Regions from separate parts of the Rattus norvegicus genome. Here region 2 is linked to region 1. Evidence: chromatin contacts called from public Hi-C data. All regions are on one chromosome and are shown on one strand. Each heading gives the region's core, a stretch centred on a gene start, on an enhancer-like site or on the middle of the called end of the contact. The rest is flanking DNA. Distances are from core to core; before and after follow the strand shown.

What was found. A called contact is a pair of places that touch in the nucleus more often than the background predicts.
Region 2: a Hi-C map of liver shows a contact between it and region 1, with 2.6 times the contacts expected there. The contact joins two enhancer-like sites. A contact is called at or near these places in 9 of 12 Hi-C or Micro-C datasets (Schwann cells, frontal cortex, hepatocytes and 4 more) and 1 of 1 datasets of contacts at active chromatin or transcription factors (oligodendrocytes).

Annotation. Positions count from the first base shown.
Region 1 is chr17:71,906,911-71,914,265 of GRCr8, reverse strand. It overlaps a transcript of Pfkfb3 not described here. Among named protein-coding and RNA genes, the nearest start is that of Pfkfb3, 34 kb to the left of the region's middle. Within about 2 kb of position 2,520, at least 67 of the 93 cell types and tissues checked have an H3K27ac peak or open chromatin away from gene starts, as enhancers often do. A contact at or near this core is called in hepatocytes and liver, where this site is marked.
Region 2 is chr17:72,113,768-72,121,122 of GRCr8, reverse strand. No RefSeq gene overlaps it. Among named protein-coding and RNA genes, the nearest start is that of Prkcq, 170 kb to the left of the region's middle. Within about 2 kb of position 3,387, at least 42 of the 93 cell types and tissues checked have an H3K27ac peak or open chromatin away from gene starts, as enhancers often do. A contact at or near this core is called in hepatocytes and liver, where this site is marked.

The DNA.
Region 1 (7,355 bases), core at 1,271-3,770:
TCTGCAGATCCCAGGAGTTCTCCCTTCCCTTCTCACCACAACTCCGAGGCACCGGTCAGCAGTCTCCCCCACGCCACCCCCATTAAAATCAAGTCTCTCAAGGAAAGACGATCCACTCTGTATTCAATGCTGACGCCAGTCTTCGACACATCCATTGACTCACGGTGGCTTAGTTTTAGCTGTTCCATTCACCAAGATCTTGCTTTACTTCTAACTGCAGACACCCATTACCTTCCAGGCCAAGAGTAAGAATGCAAAAGGTGCTCTCCCCAAGGGCCGTCTAATGCCCAGCAGGCCAACATTATTTCAGGGATTCTAAAAACAAAAAACAAAAACAAAAGACAGCACAGCACTCAGTGCAGAGAAGCAACCAGGTATGAATGCTTCCTTGGGTAAATCCTTCTAAGCAAAACACAAACAAAAACCCACCAAACAAACGAAACTTTGGTATTTTCTGGATGGGTTCTTAGTTGTTTAAAAGTCTGTGCTACACGAGGCCCTGTCTCAAAAAGAAAAACACAGAAAGAAAAGTTTATCTAAAACATTTGGCACCTCTGAAGGTTCATGCTTCAGTTGTAGCCCAGGCTGGCCTGGAATTCATACTTTGTAGCTCACACGGCCCTCAACTCCTAGCAATCCTCCTGTTTCTGCCTTAGATAAGGGATAATAGTACCCTCTGGTATCCCAGGGGCAGGCCTGTTTGTGTATTTATGTGTGTTCATCTTTTAAAGACAAGATTTCAAGATCTCAAGTAGTCCAGGCTGGTCTCTAACTTGCTATGAAGCTAAGGTTGGCCTTGAACTCCTGACCTCCTGACTACCTACTAGGATTATACAGATATCATCCTATCTAGATATCCTTCAAGTCCAAAATAGCACAATGTAGGGAACTCGGAGCTGACTCTGACCAGCACCTCCCTCCGGACTTTTTAGGGAACTAGATTTGGTGTTATCTTCCTTGTAATAGGTACTCAGGTCAAAGTCAGTCCTTCAGACCCAGTTCTTCAGATCTAATCAACCTCGAGGAGGGGAAGGGTGAGAAAACTGGGGCAGTGGAAACAATGAACAGCGGTAGATATAACAATTCCTTTGTATTTGTTAAAGGCTCAGTCAGGATCACACTCCCTGGTGGGGTGGCTATGGGGGATCCTTTCCTAGTGCAGGACAGTCCTTTTCCACCTGGACTTAAAGCAGCAACAAAAGCTTCCAGTCCAAAGTGATAAATCGGGATTGGGGATTTAGCTCAGTGGTAGAGCGTCTGCCTAGCAAGCGCAAGGCCCTGGGTTCAGTCCCCAGCTCCGAAAAAAAGAAAGAAAAAAAAAAAAAAAAACCAAAGTGATAAATCAGGGCAGAAACCCTCCTGGCAATATCACTTTTTTTGCAAGGTCATCCATCTATCTGTCTATTATCTATCTATCTATCTATCTATCTATCTATCTATCTATCTATCTATCGGTCAAGATAGATGCTTTATGAAGACACAAAGGCGTGAGGTATGGAAGATGAGAACTGAGTCTTAGCCACTCATTCTCTATTGAATGAAATGTGGACATCTAGCTCGACCAGATTCCTGGACAGAACCCTATACTTTTTCAGTAACAGACCTCAAATTTGGCTCCCATAAGTTTATGTCCCGAGACAAAAACAAGACCAATATAACCTCCTGTTTACCCAGCCTTCCAAGTACTAGCAGATAGAAATCATGTGCCTCCCCTCCCTATCCTGCCCTCAACTTGCATCCCCACTGCTTACAAGAAAGCCTTACATGACATTTGCACTCTTACCAGCTCAGCAATTCTTTCTGTCCTCTTAGCTAAGTGTTGTGCGTAATCACAGACGCTATGTATTCTAGGTCCCATGAACTGAGAGGGTAAGGGGCAGCCTCAGGGGTTTTCAGAGCTGGTGCCTGAAAGATAGCTTTGGTTTCCTCGTTTCTGGACCAAAGCGATCATTTAGGTCGGAAGCCGTCTTCTCACAGCGGGTTTCCGTGACTTATTTACACAAATGCCCAGCAGAACATCGAGTCCGTGATCAGGGTGGGTTGGCACACCCTGCTGCCAAGTAATTGTACTACTGTCGAAGATTAAAAACACTCTGTGCTCTTAGGCAATCGCCCAAGTTCAAGGTTTCAAAATTTAAAAAAATTAGAAAAAAAGAGCACAAATAGATTAAAAAAAAAAAAAAAAGAGCTCTCCTGGTAACTGTTTTCCTCTTGTAGGGTTTACATGCCCACCCCGGCCGCACCCGGCTGGCAGGTTCCTCTACAGTATTTACAAAGCGTCGCGGCACCCTGGCCTTCTTGGAAAATTCCCTTTGCCAGGAAGGCGACCTAGCGGGCCAGCAAAGGCGGGAAGCCCAGGGGCTGCAAGCCCTCCTCCACCCGTGCCTGCAGTGCACAGACACGTGCGTGCGACAACTGGTAGGACAGACCCGCACGTGAACTCAGCGTGCGGCAGGCCCCGGAGGGGAGGAGCGTGCGCTGACCAGCTCGTGGGCCGGACGTGCGCCGCAGCCAATCTACGCAGACCTGCCTCGAGGCCACGCCCCTTTGTTGCCAGCCGCGGAGAGTCCCGGCCTGACCTCTTCAGGACGCTGAGACTGCTGGCGGGCTCTGCTTAGGCTGCAAAGCGGTGCCCATCACTTTTCTGTGAGTGAATACAGTAGAGGATACGGTCCACGTGTCCCCGCTTGGGATCTCGGAGATAGGGTTCCTCCCCTACACCAGGTTGGGGTGTCGGGTTCTTCCCGGTCCTCTTCCCTGGTAACCACTTCAGGACTTAAGCCTACCTTCTTCATCGCTCCCAACCCCAATACCTACTCTCAGAAATCATAGGCGGAATAAAAAAGTTCCAAGTGTTGACATCCAATCCACTGAGGTGTGGTTTTGTTTTGTTTTTGCCTTCTGTTACTTTTTGAACCAGACAGGTCTTTAATCCCCACACTCTCCAGGCAGAGCCTGGTGGATTTCTAGGAGTTTTAAGCCAGCCTGATTTACACAAGGAGCTCCAGACAAGCCAAAGCTAGCGGTGAGACCAAACAAACAAGTTAATGATTAATTTTCGGAAGCCAAATGTGGCGGTAGTCCGCAACTGTAAGCACAGCACTTGGAAGGCAGAGGCAGGAAGATCAGAATTTCGGGGTCATATTATAGTGAGTTAGAAGACAATCTGGGCTACATGAGGCTCCATCTCAAACACTGGTTTTAAAATGTGAGGGTTTTTTCATTTAAATTTTAGCAAGCATACAAAATAATGGGTTTCACTATAAGATGTTCATACATGTATGTCATTGTACCTTGCTATTATTATTATCATTTGGAGGGACAGGGCCCTGCTATGTAACTAGGCTGCCCTCAAAACGAAGTTCCTTCTGCTTTAAGCTGTCCAACCTCTTCATGCTGGCGCTGGATTTCAGATGTGCACCTCCATGCCCAGATACAAAAAAATTTACTTTTTGTTTTTTAAAGTCGTACGTGCTCATTGGGCAAAGATTAAAAGATACAGAAAATTACTTTTTTTGTTGTTTTTTGTTTTTTAAACTAGTACACGTTCATTGGGCAACGGTTAAAAGAACATCAAATATCCATGGTGGTATTTCCTTCTGAATTTCCTTATCTGTGCAGACACTTCCTAAAGCCCCAGGAGCTCTGGTATTTGACCTTACTGATTGCTCTTCACAAAATGCCACAGCTCCCGGTGGTCATCAGATGTTATCATTAAGAATTTTACTTTCTAATTAAAATAACCTGAAGCTGGTCATGGCGGCTGGGCTGGCCTTGAACATACAAGTAATCCCCCACCTCGGACTTCCAAGTTCTGAGAGGCAAGTTTAGAAGGAAATATTACCAGGAATATTTGACGTTCCTTCACCCATTGCACATCTAAAATTGTGTGGAGGACAGCATCTTTCGTGTGTATCAGATGCCTGATGCAGCCTCATAGACGTGACCCTACAGCCAGCCCTGAGACCCAGCAGTCCCACAGAAATAACTACCATTGCCAACAACAGTTATATTAGCCTGAAACTTGCTATGTAGCCCAGGCAGGCTTTGAACTTACAGAAATCCTCCAGCTTCATCTTCTTGAGTGCTAAGATTACAGGGCCACCATAATCAAATCACAAAGCATAATTTTTAATTTTTTGAGCACTTAAAGGCCGCCCTCATCGTATTAATGCTCAACTCCGCCAAACATGTAGGCTGGCATGGAACTCATGACTTTTCTTCTACCTCTGCATCTTTGGCACCAAAACAAGAGAAGTGTTTTAATTTTTAACTTTTATCTATATGTGGGGACAGGGGTCATGTGCCTAAAGGCATACATGGAGGTCGGAGGACATCTTTCTGGAGTCTATTCTCTCCTTCTGGGAATGTCTGGGGTCCCATTCAGGTCATTAGACTTGGCAGCAAGTGCCTTTCCCCACAGAACCACCTCACCAGCCTACAGCCTGGTTTTTAAGAGGTCTTACCAGTCATCCGGTTATTTATAACAGAAGCCCCGGAAGAAGTACACAGCCACAGAACATTTAAAAAGGACTTTCTGTCCCCTTGCTCAGTAAAGTTACTTGTTGCTGAGATGCACCAACATTGTACCAAGTGTTGTTACTTATGAGGATTCATTCTGAAGCCAGTACTTGGGAGTTTTTTAAGGTTAGAAAATAAATTGGTTTCCTATACAGCAGTAGCAGCTATGTGACCTTTCGCTCAGTCAAATGATCTAGTGAAGAAGCTTTCACATAAACCAGCATCTAACAAAAACATGATCCCAGCTAAAAATGGATTCCCTCTGGCACTCTCCAGTGACATCTAAGCCACAGGAAATGACACGGCACCAGCACGCCAGAGTCTTGGTAGAATACACACTGACTTATTTAAGAGGATTGTTTTGCTACTGTTGTTGTTTGAAACAGGGTCTCACTGTGTATCTATGACTGCCCTGGAACTCTCTATGGAACCCAGGCTGGTCTTGAACTCCTAGAGATCTGCCTCTAAAGATGGGATGCTATGCCCAGTTGCTGTTTATGACAGGAGGACTATGGGACAACAATTGATGAGATTCTTATTTTTACTTTTTTATTTATCTATTTATCTATTTATCTATTTATTTATCTATTTATCTATTCATGTATGTTCAGTCACATATGCCAAGGCCAAAGAAGATGCCCTGCTTTGTGTCTCTCTACCTTATTCCTTTAGAAAGGGCTGTTTCTGCACATGGAGGTCTGCTAGCAGCCAGTTCCTTTCTCTCTCTACCCTAGGGTTACAGGTAGGTAGCCATGGCTACACCCTACTCTTTATGTGAGTGCTGGAGATTCTGGAAAAGCTCCCTATGCTTGTGTGGCTAGCACACTCACCCACTAAGCAAGCCATCTATCTTGCAAGTCAGCATTTTGATTTTCTTCTATGAAGCCTATCAGGAGGAAGGTGCAATTAAAAAAAAATCTATTATATCTTAGGTCATTTTGATCCTACAATCCAAAGCTATGAAATGAACTTGGATTCTTTTCGTTATTCAAACACAGAGGTTTCAAAAACCCATTTCTCTAGGAGGAGGCCATTGAGGTGTATCATGTGGGTCAGCTGGATGGAGGTTGCAGCAACCGTCTTCTAGTTTGCCCGGGAATGGAAGTTTGATGGAACTTATGCATCTGCTAGGAGGGAAAGCCAACGGGAACTAGAAAGAGTTGCTCACTCAGTTTGGAGGTGAGCTTGGTCAGCTGCAGACTGCCCTGCTGGTACAGAAATCCTGGCTTGGGTTTCACCCTTCTCTTCACAATGGAGCCCTTGACAGTTTATGTAAATGCAGGAAGATTGGCAATGGACGACTGACTGCTACATACTCAGAACTGTCCAGAAAATGGGAAGCCTGGTAAATGTTTGTCGTCTTGCTTGCAAAGTGGCATTTGTGTGTGTGAGTACAGCATACAAACTTTTCTAAAACTCTTTAATGTGTACCTCAGCCTTGTTTGAAGAGAAAATCCTTCTTTCTTCCTTTTTCTTCAGCACCTAAGCTCCCGACCTTCCTTAGAAACAACAATGCAACTTAGTTGCTGCTGCTGTTGCTTCTGTTGTTGCTGGGGGGGGGGGGGGGGGGGGCATGTTACCTTTTGTACCTTTTGAGGAACCAGGGCCTCACACGTTAGACAAACACTGAGCTCCACCCCCAGCATTCCAAACACTGTTTGCTTTTCCATGTGGGGTCCTAGATGTGCTCATCCTTCTGCCTCGGCCTCCCAAGTGATGAATGCCAAGGAGCTCTGAATTCTGGGATTAGAAGCGCAGTCCATTCTTTGTTTGTTTGTTAAGATAGGGTCTCAAAACTGTAGTTTAGCTGGAAACTTATTGTATTGTCCACGATGGCCTCAAACTCACAGAAAACCTCCTACCTCAGCCCCCTCAGGATGACAGGTCTGAGCTACGATGACTTTGTTGTTCGTCTGTGTTTGTTTTTTGAGATAGGATCTGGAATGGCCTACCTTCGCCTCGAGTCCACTATGGTTGAGGATGACCTTGAACTCATCTTACTGCCTCTAAGCTTACAGGCATGTATCGCCCTACCCAGCTAATTTCTTCTTAAAATGAAGGCTAGGAATCTAGTGAGGCAGTCCGTGATTAAACCACTTCCTGCACACACAAGAGGATGAAAGTTCAGATAGGCGCACCCACACAAATACCTGGTGTGCGTGGTAGCGTGTCTATAATTCCTCTCTCTCAAGGCTGCCCTTTCCCAAAGCAAACTAGCTATTGAGACTAGCTTTACCAGAGAGCTCTGGGTTTGACTGAGAGACCCTACTTCAATGAGTATGGTGGAGTGATCAAGGAAGATTTCTGAAAATACCCACAGGTCCCCACACGCATGCTTGCAGATGTGCATACGTGCCTGCACACATGGGCACTAACGCACGTGTAACACGCACAAACACATAAACATACCCCCACATGTACTATGCATGTTAAAGAACAAAAACAACAACAAAAGCAGTCTACGGGGTAACTGACTCAAAGCACAATAGTTCCCTGTGGAAGGCTCTTTGGAACCTCAAGCCCTGCGGCTCCCGCCGGTTATACTGACCTCCTGTGGGCTATTCAAAACAACATCAAAGACAGGCCATCAGGCACGCAGCTGCTCAGGGAGGTCACCGTGACCTCAGACAGGTGAGTCAGGGCATCCCCAAAGACAGCCTGCAGACAGCGCGTGCCTAGCTTGTCATAAAGACTTCACTTAGCACGCTGCAGTTTGCTACTACCTGGACTCCAGAGCAGCCGCTAATGGAGAAATCAGTGCCCCCCCCCCCGCATCTGTAAACCGCAGGTGGGAGGCAGTTGTGGGAGGTCTCTGTGATTCACTCTCTCTCACC
Region 2 (7,355 bases), core at 2,138-4,637, 210 kb before region 1:
GTTTACCTTCCAACTTTGTGTGAAATTTGTAAATGTCTTTTTTTTATTCCTGTTCGTACCATAGGACCTGAAAATTGTCTCTCAGTCATCAGAATCTACGGACACTTTAAAAAGAAAATCAAAACCAGTCAGCCCCCTGCTCTTTTTGGCTTCGTACCCTGGCCTCTTTTGCTTTCTCTTAAATGTCCTTTTTTGTCACAGACAAAAAAGCCAAAGAGATTTAGTTTCTTGAGTGCAAGGGAGAGGCCCTCAGTTGCTGAGGAGTCCCCATCCCAACTCGGCCCCCAACACTGAGAATGTGTCTCACAATTTCTATCCCAGACCCCCATAAGAACAGGAGGAGTCTAGGGAGCCCTCCTTACTCTCTTGAATAACATCAATAAAGTTCACTGCGCTACAGGGACCTCTCCTGAGATCCTCGTACTGTGCGTTCCTGTCGGCTCTCCTTAGGAAAAAAAATTGTGTGTGAGAAGTAAGTATTGTTGAAGTCAATAATTATTCATGCTTTCTTTTATTTTATTTGTGGGGATTGGGGGTGGCTATATAATACAGACGTGAGCTCCTTTGTAACCCAAGCTGATCTCAAAACTTCAGCCTTCCAGCCCCAGCCTTTGAGCCTGTATTCCCAGGATCACAGCTCTACACCACCAAGCCATTCCTCCTTTTCTTTATGAAATGAGGAATTATTGATGCCCAAGTATGTTCCAAATATAGGGAAGAAAGTCAATCAGCAGCATTAAAGCACTTGGCTGTTTCTGCTCTAGTGGGAGAGGTAAACACTCTCACTCAGGTTTGTGAGCAAGCTGTGCCTAGATTAGAACTATCTGCGACAGTGTGTCAGACACGCTAGGTCCTCCGAGCTACTATCACATACCCAGAGTCATGTCTGTGGTTATCAGTAATCTCACGTGATCTCTAACAAGGTCAGCAGCAACCTGGAGACCAGCCAGAGACTCAGGAACCAGAACAGCCATGATAAAGCCCCGAGTAAGACTCCACAGTTATCAGAAGATCGGAATAAGAGGAGTGACACGGGCCTTTGTGAGAACATTCAGAGCCCTTCCCTCTACCTCTGGTTCTAAACAGGAGTCTACCTACATAGAGCCTGCCTTTGTTTTGACTAGGATGCTCTTGGCAAATCCTTTAGGGTTATCGAGAAGTCCGACTCCCCATCCACCCCCACCTCTGCATGTATCTCAGTCAGTGTATCTCTGACTGATCTCTTCAGGGAGCAAGCAACAGGACCCACTAGGAGCTGCCCAGTCTGTGCCTGGCATCTTTACCCAGTACACTGAGGGATAGAGGAAGAAAATATAAAGTAAAAGAGTACTGGTGGAGGAATACAAGGAGAGAGAGAGAGAGAGAGAGAGAGAGAGAGAGAGAGAGAGAGAGAGAGCGCTAAAGTAGTTGGGATTCAGCACAGAGACACTGCATTAAAAGCCACTGATTTCCTGGATTGACATCTCAGGATCATAGTTTTGCCTTGTACTAAAATGACAGCAATAGCAAGGGTAGCTTCCTCCACTCTTCTGTAAAATTTTTAAATCTTCTTCCCTGCAGAAAAGAAGTCAAAACATCCTGGTCCAGGAAATACAAGCTCAAACTTTTATCTTTGCATTCTCGGTATTGAATACAGGGTTTCACACACTTTAGGTGTGAGAGAAGTGTTGGGGATTTGATTTGGACTCACATAGGAATTCACATGTCTCTCTGTCCGCTGAGGGTCCTAGCCAAAAAGTTGGGGGTTTTTTTGACTGGTCAATAGTCATCAGCCAATGTCTGGGCAGGGGCAGAGAGGTGGGACTTTGAGGATTCCCAGGGAGAAGGAGAATTGCTAGGGCAGAAGGAAGGAAGAGGATGCAAACACATGAGAGCTGTGGGAGACAGAGAACCAACCATGTAAGAATCAGGGAAAAGCAGCCCCAGGGACTACTCCCCCGACTGGGCCTGGGGTAGCAGAGACAAAGTATAGATCTTAGAAAGTAGTAATTCAAGAACATCGGAGGGGAGTGTGTTAGCCTCGTGGAAGTTCAGGAATGGCCCAGCCTTTGAGCTAGTTGCAGCATATTCCAAACAATGCTGCACACCCGTGTCTCATTCGTGAACCCAGAGCACTCTGGCTGGACTAGCGGAGCTACACTCCCACCTGGGAGCATAGAGCGGGTGACATATTTAACTACAAGAAGGAAGGAAGAGAAGGAGAAGAGGAAGGGGGAGGAGGGAGGAGAAGTGGGGGGAGGGAGGAAGGGAGGGGTGAAGGGAAGGAAAGAGGGAGAAGTGGAAGGAGGGAGGGAGAGGTGAAGGGAAGGAGGAAGGGAGGGAGGAAGGGGAGAGGGAGGGAGGGAGGCAATGAAGGAGGAAAGAGTGGATTAGAGCTCAGCTTCTTTGGAGCTCCCGTGCTGTTGTTTTAGTAATTAAAGACAGCTGTCCAGTGTATATGTCACACACACACACACACACACACACACACACACACACACACACACACACACACACACGGCATTCTCTTCTGTATGCACACACTGGTTGGGTTCGTCATTTGATATAGTGCTGTGACAGAGAGCCTGAGAACGCCCTAAGGAAGGAAGGAAGGGCTGTTCTGACTCACAGTCCACAGCGGGAAAGGACAGTGTCTGTGTGAGGAGCGGACCACGTGGCATCTGCATCAGGAAGCAGAGTGATGCAGGATGCTGCTCAGCTTAGTTTCCCCTCTGCTCAGTCTGGGACCCCAACCTGGGCCACTTAGGCTGGGTTCTACCTCAGCTGATATACTCTAGATAACCCTTTACAGACAAGCCCAGCTACCCGTTTCTGTTGTGATCCTAAATCTCATCTGGTTGGCAATAAAGATTAACCATCACACACGTACACACACACACACACACACACACACACACACACACACACACCATATACATTACACCATATACATACATCACACACATACCATATACATCACACACCACACTATACATACTACATATACACACACCATACACATTACAACATGCACATGCACACATGCAACACAAAACACACATACACCATATAATTATACCACGTACATCACACACATACCACATACACACACCACACCATACATACCATACATACCATACATACGCACACCATACACATTATACCATATATATCACACATGCACAAGCACACATACAACATACACATCACACACTCCATATACATCTCACACATACACATGCCACATTATACATAGCACACATATACACACACCATACACATTACACCATCTCTCTCTCTCTCACACACACACACACTCGCGCGCGCGCGCGCACACACACACACACACACACACACACACAATTTGAGGCTAGATCACCACTAGAGGGAGGCAGAGGAGCGTGACAAGAAACACAACTGCTGTTGGCACTGTTTTATGAACCAGACCGAGCTGGATTCTTCAGCTCCCTTCATTCTCCTTGGGCATCTGTCAAGGAAAGCAGGAGGAACGCACAAGAGTACTAGAGAGATGAGTCTAATCAAAGGATGGTGTGATCCAAGGGTAAAACGTCACAGTAGAGCCCGTTACTAATTTGTACAATTAATAAATGCTAGTGAGTGGGGTGTGTCGTAGGAAATAAAGGGGAAAACCTGCTGGTCATAAAGTAATGCAGAGCCCTGAAGGGAGCCTCTCGGGTCATATGATCCAGGACTCTGAGCAGACAGGTCTTTGCAGAGTTATTTGTCCTCCGGCTCAGTCTCTTCCTCAGTGAAAGGATCATATCGATCGCACTCATTGGGTAAACACTCAGGTCACATAAACAGAACAGTGAAAACCTCCCCTAGCAGAGAGCCTTTCACTAGCAGAGAGCCCTGCAGATGACAAGGCAAACACTGTTGCTGACCCAGCATTTGGGTCACATTTTGCTCAGTTCTGTTCTCACAGTTCCCAAGGAAGAGCCACAGATAAGGATAGAAAAAAAGGGAAGAGCTGAGCTGATGGTCAGTGCTTTTAGCATCTAAGATGTTCGGTGACCAGGAGATGATTGTTGCTGTGGGTTTCTTAAATGCTCCCCGTGCAGAAGTCCCATAAACTTATCACCTAAAATGAGCTTCTCTCTTGTCGTTTACCAAGTGAGGAGTGGCATCGTCCACGGGCAACTGAGACATGGTCAGTCTCCTGATGTAGTACTCACCCTCCCGTGTTGTAATGCAAGCTGTTCCCTCTCCGGTGCCACTTCCTCTTCCTGACAATTGCAAGAAGTGAGGGGGGGGGCAGTATTTTTCACTACCAGTAATTAATTCCTCAGTAGCCACTGGCTGTGTTGAAAGGTTTCAGCAATCAACCAACGCACCATGGAGTCCTCCCCCTAAGACCAGGGAGTGAAGGAGGCAGAGAGTAGACAGTAGACATAACAAATAAGCTAATTGCATAGAACACTAAAAGACAATCATGATGTAAATTAAGGGAAGCCAAGGCATGCAGGATTTGGGTGTTGGATGCGAAATTTTAAGTAGAGAGTTATGAGGGGCACATTTCCCTGTGCCCACTAACTCAGCTCAGATCTAACCCAGCCATCCAACCTTAGCTCCTACTGCTGACCTAATAACTTCAGCCCTGCTCTCTCTCCCGAGTCCCGTGCACGCCTAAGTACGTGTGCGTTCAAATGTGTTTCCACAGGCTAGTGGCAGGAAAAGAGAACACAGAACTCTGGCACCTAACTTCTCCCTCGATCTCTACTCAGTATGGCAACTCAGTGTCGGGCATTTTCACAGGGACAATTTGATTGGAGCCAGAGTTTTTAAGTTCAGGTGCCGGTCCCCTGAGGAATCACTTGCCCTCATGGCTGGAACGACCACATCCCTGTTCTACCTAGAAAACTCTTTGCTCGTGGGTTTGGGGAAGTAACCAAACAAGCCCACCAGACCGTACTAAACAAACGACCTAAGGGAAGGGCCAGGCTTCCCGAAAGACTAAAGAAAGGGCTTGAACTGATGCTGGCCTTTAACCGCATTTGAACCATGGAAACCATGTGATGGTGAGCTTCCGCTGCCCCTCCCCCAACGCCCAGCCTCGCCCAGATGCTTTTTCTCCTGCCTGTGTTTCCTCATCCCATGACTCTGGCAAAATTTCAGGCTGCTTATTCAACCTGTCGCAAGACACTCTCTGTGCCAAAGGGAAAGAAAGAGAATGAAAGGGCTCCAGTGCCCTGTACAGGCTCCAGGGCACTGGCTGCCAGTCTAGCCGAGGATGATGCAGCCCAAGGCCCCATCAATAGCTGGAAGCGAGCAGCACAAGCCAGCCTTTAAATTCGAAGTCTGCGCTGGAAAAAAAAAGAAAGAAAGAAAAGAAAAGAAAAGAAAAAGATTAGCTAATTCTTAATGTCATAATTCTGTGCGCCCATAGCCAAAGGTTCCAACCACTCCCGTTCATACCATTTAGCAAACAGGAGTTTGTTGAGGGCCTACTGTGTGTAAGGCACTCTACTAACAATCCTCTACGTGTATGGACACTGTAGAATACATAATGACTCTTATGACTCAGCAAGAAAACAACAAAAGCCCAAGCTAAAAATAGAGCAATTGAAAAGATACTTTTTCTTTTTTCAAAAAATATGGACAAATGACTAGTAACATTACGAAAAGATGTTCTTTTTTTTTTCTTTTTTTTTTTTCCAGAGCTGGGGACCGAACCCAGGGCCTTGTGCTTGCTAGGCAAGCGTTCTACCACTGAGCTAAATCCCCAACCCCTATGAAAAGATGTTCTATATCATTAATTGTTACATTGTAGATGCCATGGCAAAATTATGCAATGTGTCCTTTTAAACTAGCCTGGCAGATTTAAAGATTAAATATTTACCCTCTTCCTGCTGCCTTCAGGTCAAGTGGTAGAGCTCTGAGCTCCTTCTCCAGCACTACGTCTGCCTGCATGCTGACATGCTTCCTGCAATGATGTCAGTGGGCCAAGCCTCTGAACTGAAAGCTGGCCCTCAATTAAATATTTTTCTTTATAAGAAAAAAAAACTTACTAGTTTATAAGACCTAACCATTACTCTTACAGTTGTTTGCTCAAGAGAAATAAAAACATGTACACATACAAAGGTAGATACAAAGTTTCTTCGCAACTTCATTCAGTGCATTTAGGAGGAACAGCATCAGTGGTCATCAGCCAACAGGCAGATGCGGTATGCCCATACAATGGAATACTACTCAACAATAAAAAGGAATGGAGTGCTAATACATAATACTGCGGTATTAATAGGTCTCAGGAACACAACCTATATGGGAAAAGAAGGCCCAGAAGAGCACACAGTGTAGAATCCTATTTACGTAGAAAGTCCAGTACAAGCAAACCTAGTGAGACCAGAAATAGGTGAGTAATTTCAAGACCAGAGTGTACGGAGAAATGAGTGTTAACGAACACAGACACTTTGTGAGGGGTGATCAGAATGTCCTGAAGTCGGATCGTGGTGAAAGCTAGGCAACTCCGACAATATATATAGAACGATAAAGTAAGTGCTTTGAAATGGTTGTCTTTGTGAGCCTTGTGTCTCAATAAAACTTGTCTATAAGAACATATCGCCTCCTTGCTGGCCAGAAAGATTCCTGGGGCCTCCAAAGCATGCAGCACATTGCTGCTGCTGTCTGTTGCCCACCAGAATAGGAAGTGAGGCCCAGTTGCTGAACCATGTGCTTTAGTTTTAGGACTTGGCAGAATAAGACTGGGGCTGAGCAGAAGGTTTCCTTCCTATGGGCTGACCCTACCCCACTGTGAGCCCCATATACTACAATACATATACAACTGTGGCATGAGGGTCATGGACTCATCCACTTCTCTTTGGTTAGATTTGAAACTATCAGGATGTTTTAATATCTACTAAGTATCCTCTTGAGCTAGGATTTCTTAGCATGTAAGGATTACATTGTGTTTTATTGACTTTTTTCTTTTTTTTAAAAAGATTTATTTATTATATATAAGCACATTGTAGCTGTCTTCAGACACACCAGAAGAGGGCATTGGATCCCATTACAGATGGTTGTGAGCCACCATGTGATTGTTGGGATTTGAACTCAGGACCTTTGGTAAAGCAGTCAGTGCTCCTAACCACTGAACCATCTCTCCAGCCCGACTTCTTTTTTTTTTTTTAATGAAAACCACTAAAGAGTTCTGTTATACCTTTTGTGACAGCCTAAGTGGGTGCAGAGATGTTCTGAAGACAAGGGTAACAGAATGCATTGAGAGATGGTCTCTGTAAGGTGAACACTAGCAAGATATATAGCTGTCCTAACACATGGAAGATCTTCAAGAAATATTCATGGACGGAATTAGAATCAGTGGACAGCATCCAACGGCAAAATCACAACTTATCAAAGTA